Regions from separate parts of the Sus scrofa genome. Here region 2 is linked to region 1. A link is a contact called in public Hi-C data. All regions are on one chromosome and are shown on one strand. The core of a region is the stretch at or near the end of the contact, and the rest is flanking DNA. Distances in the headings are between cores, read along the strand shown. Region 1 has its middle 32 kb from the start of RERE. Region 2 holds the start of LOC110261387.

The links. A called contact is a pair of places that touch in the nucleus more often than the background predicts.
Region 2: a contact with region 1 is called in a Hi-C map of fetal liver, with 1.8 times the contacts expected there. The contact joins the promoter of LOC110261387 here to the enhancer-like site in region 1. A contact is called at or near these places in 8 of 47 Hi-C or Micro-C datasets (alveolar macrophages, embryonic fibroblasts, epiblast stem cells and 3 more).

Annotation. Positions count from the first base shown.
Region 1 is chr6:69,288,379-69,292,605 of Sscrofa11.1, forward strand. No RefSeq gene overlaps it. Among named protein-coding and RNA genes, the nearest start is that of RERE, 32 kb to the left of the region's middle. Within about 2 kb of position 1,778, at least 7 of the 83 cell types and tissues checked have an H3K27ac peak or open chromatin away from gene starts, as enhancers often do. A contact at or near this core is called in fetal liver, where this site is marked.
Region 2 is chr6:69,349,768-69,353,994 of Sscrofa11.1, forward strand. LOC110261387 reads left to right here and starts at 2,522. Exons shown (of 4, transcript XM_021097591.1): 1 at 2,522-2,704; 2 at 2,857-2,929. The coding sequence starts at 2,522.

The sequences.
Region 1 (4,227 bases), core at 528-3,027:
CCAAAAATGTAGTTCCTTGAAAAAAGAGTTATATAATTTTGAGGAATTTACATTTCTTCAGTTGTTGAAATTTTCAAAAAGAACTGCAAGTTAAAGAGAACTCATGTGAACTGTAAACAGTTCTGAGCTTCGTCCATGTCCAGGAATCAGGCAAATTATTCAAAATTATGGAGACTCAAGTCCAATGAAGTGGCACTAGTTGAAGTATTTCAACTTCCCTTCTAGAATCCTGCAACTTAAACATTTGGCAAGTCAGTGACCACCTGAGGGCAATGTCGGCCCCAAATAAAAGTTTTAAATAGTTTGAGACTGTTGTTAACTAGCAATAGTTCAGCAGAAATGATAAAAAGTAATGAGCAATACATCCAGAAATGAGCATGAAATACACTAGGGAATCTAGGCACGTGGTGTAGGCACATTCCTGCTATCACCCAGCTCAACTCCAAGGGCAGCCACAACTCCACTGACAACTGTACCATCAAGCACTTTTTTTTCTTTTTTTTTCTTTTTTTTTTGCTTTTTAGGGCCACACCTATGGCATATGGAGGTCCCCAGGCTAGGGGTGGAAACGGAGCTGTAGCTGCCGGCCTACGCCAAACCCACAGCAACGCAGGATCCAAGCAGCCTCTGAGACCTACACTACAACTCAAAGCAATGCCAGATCCTTAACCCACTGAGCAAGGCCAGGGATCAAACCCGCATCCTCATGGATCCTAGTCGGGTTCTCTAAGCACTGAGCCACGAAGAGATCGCCCCATCAAGCACTCTTGATGCCAATGCTGTTCCTTCTGTTCAGAAACACACCCGCCCCCATCCAGCCCTGCACAGGGTGAAACCACACCCCTCCAAGATCCATCTCAGCCTTTACCCCCTCTGGCACTCCTTGGCAGAACCTCTCTGGCACCTTATTAGGGTCTTTACCTGACACCTACCACTCACTGTGCTTTGTTGATAATTAAGCCTCTTCCCACTCCCCACACCCTCAGAGTGGAGCCTGCAGCCCAAGTCATCTTTCCATCCCTGTCACCCACCGCAAAGCCCAGCATTCCCACAATTTACCAAGGGCGTGTGTGCCAGACACGGTGCTGCAGTACATACATTAACTCATCTAACCCTCACGACAATCCCAGGGATGGTATATAATTTCCAATCTACATACAGATGAGTGAGTGGGGACCCAGAGGGCTTAATAAATTATCTACGCCCACACAGCTAGTGAGTGCTGGGTGGAACTGGCAGGCTCACCCAGGCAATTAGGCTCCAGAACCCACGCTCTTAAGGTCTATGCTAGTAGGAACCCAGACACTTGGTAAATGTAACCAGATGGAATTTCTAGGGATTCTTTCCAGATAAACAAGCAAATAATTATCTTTAAGACAGCACATGTTGGAGTTTCCTTCGTGGCTCAGTGGAAACAAATCTGACTAATATCCATGAGGACGCAGGTTTGATTCCTGGCCTCGCTCAGTGGGATAAGGATCAGCATTGCCGTGACTGTGGTGTAGGCCATCGGCTACAGCTCCAACCCGACCCCTTAGCCTGGAACCTCCATGCAGAAAAAAGACAGCATATTTTTTTTATTAGTTTTTCTATTTGTGGACAATTTCCATCACTTCTATTATTTGATCTTTCAGTAACATTTAACACTGATAACTCCCCTCCTTCGGTGGTGCCTTCTATTTTTGTGGCCAATCTTCCTCAGGCTCCTGAGCAGACTCTTCTGCCTGTGAACAGACCTCAGGACAGTGATCCACAGGAGCTACCGTGGGCCCTCCTGTCACCTCTTCCCTCATACACTCCCTGAACAATCTCCAACCCAAGTCCTCGTCCAGAGCCCACGACCCATACACATGACCAGCTCCTGGATAGCTCCACACAGGTGTCCTGTACTTCAAATTGAGCACATCTCAAACCGAATACACTGTCCATCCCTCTCCCCAGTGGGGTCATATCAGAGCACTGTATCAGCCTGAGTCCAATCAGGAGCGAGAAACACAGTAATGTGAACAAGAAAAGTTGTCTTTAAAAAAGGTATGATTAACTACAGCAGGGACTGGGAATTGGCTAGTAAGAGGTAAAAAGAACTCTAAAGAATAAAGGAACAGATGACATCAATTCAACAGAAATGATCATATAGCATAATAAATCATCACCACACCCTTGCAGCTGAGTCAGAGCCCCCTCAAGAGCCCCCCAGTCCTAGGGCTTGAGATCCAGACCTTGTTGGAGAGGGCTTACATCAGCAGAATGTCTGGAAATCTGCCCTCTGGAACTTGCCAGAAATCTGTCCTCTAGAATGACAAAGAAAGTTGTTTGTGGGGAAGCCTCTCACGGAGGCACTCTGAGGGAGAGGGCGGGCAGGGACAGAGCAGCAGGAGCCTGGACACGGAGAAGCCCCACATGCTACAGGAGCCTGCCAGGCAAGCGCCCTGGAGCCAGCAAGGAATCCTCCTCCTGCAGCCTCCTACATCCTGCTGGCTGCCCAAGGGAAAGTAGTTAAAGGGTCCACATTCATTTTTCCCAAAGCAGGCATCGAAGGGCAAGCTTAGAGGTGAGAGGGAAGGAGCCAGAAATCTAGGAGCATCCTCGATTCTCCCCTCAATCATCAAGGGCTGTAGGTTCTATTTTCCTTTTTTTTTTTTTTTTTTTTTTTTTTTTGGTCTTTTTGTCATTTCTTGGGCTGCTCCCGCGGCATATGGAGGTTCCCAGGCTAGGGGTCTAATTGGAGCTGTAGCTGCCAGCCTACACTAGAGCCATAGCAACGCGGGAACCTCATGGTTCCTAGTCGGATTCGTTAACCACTGCGCCACGACGGGAACTCCTGTAGGTTCCATTTTCTAAGTATTTCTTGAACCCACCCGCATCTCTCCCCCGCCACTGCCCCAGCTTCGGCTCGCAGCATCTACCACTATCCTAGTCATAAGCCTCACAGCACTGACACGCCTACTTTTTCCTCTGGAACTGCAACCACGAGGATCTTCGTAAAAGGCAAATCCAATCCTGTTAATCCACTGCTTAAAACCTCTCAGGCTGATATCAAGCGTCCATAGGATGGGATCCAAGCTAGTAATGGCTTTGAAAGTTCCCCTGTGTCCTCCCTCCTCAAAATCTACGCTCTATTCATTAGGGACTGGTTTGCCACGTGAGAAGACAACTGTTTTGCTTGCTTGCTTTTTGCTGTTTTGCTGTTTTGTTTGGCCTCTGGGCTGCTGCTCAGGAGTTTCCTCTCCCTGAAACAGCCTTCCTTTGCCCCAGTAATGCCACACTCACTTTTCAGGCAGTTGATTCTTCATCGCTCTTCAAGTCTCAATATAGATGCCTCCTGCTCCAAGTTAGGTGCCCCTGCTCAGTACACCCAATAGAACCCTCCTCCCCATTTAGAACCCTACCACACATAATGGTAATGGTAACTAACTTATCTTCCTTATATTTGTGTCTATAAAGGTAAGATAAATTTCTTCCTCATCAGTGAATTACAAAGAGATGTCTAGAACAAAGTAGGCATTCAATGAATATTCATTCAGTTGATGAATCTTGAATGAAGAAGAAAGATAACTTTATGAAGTTAACAACAGCTTAAAAGGACAAAATTTTGGTTCTGGCATCATACCTGACATGTTGATCAGTATACATACAGTAAGATTAACCACATATCATTATAAGGATAAGAAAATGCCTTTGTTACATGCTTAATAACGATATAAAATATAAAATCTATTCCTCAGGGGAAAAAATCTAATTCGACCAGCTGGTAATATAAACTTACAGGATAAAATATGAAATAAAGGAAAAGACCTAGTTTTCAAAGTGAACAGGGGCATCCCACTGTAGTGTGTATATCAACGGATCCAGCTTATTTACACCCAATAATGAAAATCAAATATTACAACATGACATTCCTAGCACATCATGCTTCCACGGTGGAAAATCAATACCTCATCCTCGTTTTCAGTAACTTGTTTACCCAACCACAGTTCTAGAATCATTATGCAATGTAGACAGTCTTCTCAAGCACTTTGAACCCATTTGAAGTCAAAACCAGACCTTCTCTGACACCTCCTCCAAATGGGCATCTCTCTGATGACTCTCCAAAAATTTGACCAGGGTTATAAGGAGCAAAAGCGACCGCACTGGAATGTCAAGTTATTCTGCCCCATGGAAGGACATTTGGGACAGCTGGTCCAGTACTGCATCCATTCGACCACGGTGGTTTATTTTACTCTGTGG
Region 2 (4,227 bases), core at 1,272-3,771, 62 kb after region 1:
TGTAAACCAGCTATAATGAAAAAAAAATTAAAATCATTATATAAAAAAAAATGAAGTGATTGTATCTCGAATAAGAGTATAGCTACTGGAGCAGGGTGAAAAAGAAAAATATTGACTGAATTGATCCAATTAAAAGATGGAATGAAGAGTAATAGATGCAACATTCAAAAATTAACTCCGGGATTGCCGTGATCTGTGGTGTAGGTGGCAGAAGTGGCTCGGATCTGGCGTTGCTGTGGCTGTGGTATAGGCTGGCAACCGTAGCTCCAATTCAACCCCTAGCCTGGGAACCACCGCATCCGCAGGGGCAGCCCTAAAAAGACAAAAAAATAAAATAAAATAAAATAACTCCAGGAGTTCCCATAGTGGCTCCAGTGGTAACAAATCTGACTAGCATCCATGAGGACTCAGGTTCAATCCCTGGCCTCACTCAGTGGGGTAAGTATCTGGTGCTGCCATGAGCTGTGGTGTAGGTCACAGACACGGCTCGGATCTGGCATTGCTGTGGTGTAGGACAGAAGCTACAGCTCTAACCCCTAGCCTGAGAACCTCTATATGCTGTGGGTGCAGCTCTAAAAAGCCAAAGAAATTAAAATTTAAAAAAAATTAACTCCTGGAATTCCCGTCATGGAGCAGTAGTTAACAAATCCAACTAGGAACCATGAGATGGCAGGTTCGATCCTTGGCCTTGCTCAGTGGGTTAAGGATGAGGTGTTGCCATGAGCTGTGGTGTGGGTCGCAGACGCGCGGCTCAGATCCCGAGTTGCTATGGTTGTGGTGTAGGCTGGCAGCTACAGCTCGACTGGACCCCTCGCCTGGGAACCTCCATATGCCGTGGGAGCCGCCCAAGAAACAGCAAAAAACAAATAAATTAATAAATTAAGACTCCAGAATGACATATGTATAAGGTGGGAAAAGCAGTCATGTTGTACCCTTGGAAATTCTAGAGTACAAAATGTGCTTGAAGAAAAATAGTATCGAGCAGCTAGGCATTACAATACTAACACTCTTCTTCATTATTAAGGGAGAAGGACAAGCCACTTGATTAAGAAAGGAATCACTTTACATGTGTTTCTCAAACTGTTCTACAGAATACTGGTTCCCATTAAAAAATCATAGGTATTCTTTGGAAAAAGGGGGGAAGAAAACCAAAAAAAAAATCAAAACTGTACATACCATAGGCCATTTCTGAGGCTTTAAGGTGCTAACACACATTATAAATTTATTTGACCTCAGTACACTCAAAAGACTTGCAGCAAATTAGGATACCATGAAGACAGTTTGGGAAACACCAACTCGGGTAGGCAGGCAGATAGACAGGTAGAGTCACAGGATATAAAAGAACAAAATGAATATAACAAAATGATCTCACCTCAAAAAGAGAGCATAACTGACTACCAGTTATGACTATGTAGTTTCTTAAAGCAAAACAAACTGTTAGATAAGCTATTGAAAGCAACAAGAGCGGCACCAGATGTCAGGGAAAATGAAGATGGGAAAACATGATAGGCTATGAAAAAAATTCCCTCTCCACAGGCCACGGCTCAGAATTCCTCCCACTGGCTCAGCTCCGACTGAGCACCCCATGAGAGCTGCAGGCGGGGTGAGCACGCCGTCATCTAGAAGGTGGGAAGGGAGCTTAAGAAGTGGTCTGGCCCCAAACCCTTTGCCAACAGTGATGATAACCAACAACCTAACAGCTCTTCTTTCTCAGGAAATGGCAATTAAATACATTAAGAGTGCTTAGTGAAAGTGGAAGCCAAGGCCTAAAGACACAGAGAAACCAGAAGAGAAAGAGCTGAGTGACGAGCAGAGGTGGGCCAGCTCTGGATGTCTAGTGCCTTGTGCAAGAAAGAAATAGCTCCTTTCAGTAAAAAAAAATGCAAGTTCATATAAAAAATGCAAGTTCAGTAAAAAATGCAAGTTCAACCTGAACAACTCATACGGCAGCCCCGGCAGCTGGATGGCATGACCCACGCAGACAGGAGGGAGGGAAGGGAAAGAGGAGCACAGGGGTGGGGAGCTCGGGCACTGGCTTCGACAAGGAGCATCGAGTTTAAATTCACCCCGGTGATGTCTTCATATATCAAACACTTTTTTGTTTGTTTGTTTGTTTTTTGCTGTTTCTTGGGCGGCTCCCACGGCATATGGAGGTTCCCAGGCTAGGGGTCCAATTGGAGCTGTAGCTGCCAGCCTACGCCAGAGCCACAGCAACACAGGATCCGAGCCGCATCTGCGACCTCCACCACAGCTCACGGCAACACCGGATCATTAACCCACTGAGCAAGGGCAGGGACCGAACCCGCAACCTCATGGTTCCTAGTCGGATTCATTAACCACTGCGCCACGACAGGAACTCCTATCAAACACGTTTTTACATCAGTGGCCAGAGCCTACCCATCCCGCGAGGAGTCAAGCAAAGCGTGGATACACCTCCCCTGTGTAGCCAGGTCCTATCCAGGGAGGCAGAGGTTTCCAGAGCTTCCCCAGACAGCGTCTGTGAATTCATACATGCAGACACATGCCCACATTCTCGCCCACTCACACCCCCCTGAACTGTATTCACCCGACACACATTAAGCGCCACTGTCACTCCACCCCCTCCTGCCCGCCATTCCCAGAAGAAGAAAGGGGGTCAGCTCTGGGAGGACAGCTGGTGGACACAGTACGTGTCAGCGAATGTGGCATGCATGCTCTGCTGAGGGTGGGCATGTCCATGTGTGTGCATCTTTTGCAGGAGGGGCCCTCCCATCTATACTCTGTCTGGAGATGCTGCATGGCCATGCCTGCTTCAGTTGGTCCACACCCAGTGCAAACACTGGCCCCTTGTGAGCACTGTCTTTATGCTACACGCAGTCTGGACAACCATACACAGCCCTGGCACTAGCGTATATGGGTCAACAGCTCTTCCTGCCGAGGAGGCAACGAGGTAATCTGGTCACTAAGCTGGGCAGGATCCATACACCTAAGAGCATTCCAGCATCCATGAGGCTGTCTGAACCGGGGGTGCTTCTGTGAGGCCTGACTCTCAAGTTTAAATTTCTGTTCCACTTTTCCCGAAGACTTGGAAGATTTTCTGTTCCTTGTCCAAAACCCTTCCAAATCACATATACAACTAGTTTAAAATCAAGGCATGACCCACAGCTTCAACTTCTGATGCAAAAGCCCAAGACAAATAGGCTGTAAGGATTCCTCAAATACCAAGTGATCTATGAATTAGAGATCTTACCATTTTTTAACATAACCATATAAGGAAATATTCCACAGTTAAATATGTTGCTTACCAATGCTGACATACTAGCAAATTTTACCAAATAAAAACAACAATTTTACACTGGCACAAAAAACCTCTTATACAGTATTAGCAGCCCCACTGACCTAGTTACCTAATACATAGACAAGTATGACATCTTACACTGCTTGCCAAACCAACAAGTTAGTTACACAAACCACAATTCCAAACAAAACTCCAATCTAGTAAATATATTTCATGTGTCAGCATGTTTGAGTTATTTGTGGTCGAACACTCATTAAAGTGACTTAAGCAATCTTAACCATTTTCTAACACTCAAATGCTCATTCCTCCTTTGTCATTTAAAAAAACACTAGAACTCGAAGTTTCTGATGTGGCCCAGGGGAAAGGAATCCAACTAGGAACTATGAGGTTGCCTGTTCGATCCCTGGCCTCTATCAGTGGGTTAAGGATCCGGCGTTGCCCTGAGCTGTGGTATAGGTCACAGACGTGGCTTGAATCCTGCGTTGAGGTGGCTGTGGTATAGGCCAGCAGCTACAGCTCCAATTCGACCCCTAGCCTGGGAACCTCCATATGCTGCAAGTGTGGCCCTAAAAATCAAAAACAAACAAACAAACCAAAACACTAGAACAAGAAACAAAGCACAAGCCAATGGGCTCACTGAAATCACACTTAAATAGGACAAGTAAAGCGACAAATTTGGAATAACTACCAAAATATTAATAATTAACAATCACTTAACTACGATTTAAGAGGAATTTCTGGTTGTTGAAAAACCCTATGATGAACGAGAGCATAGCTTTATCAGAAACTGATTATCTCAGACAAAAGAGTATTATTTCAGGGTATGCATTTGTGTGTGTGATGAAGTTCACAGCTATGTTACATTAATGACTCACTTAAACATCTGAATCTTCTGCTATCTAACCTTTAAATCAACTGCAAAAGAAGCTGCCAAAAACAGTTAGTAGAAG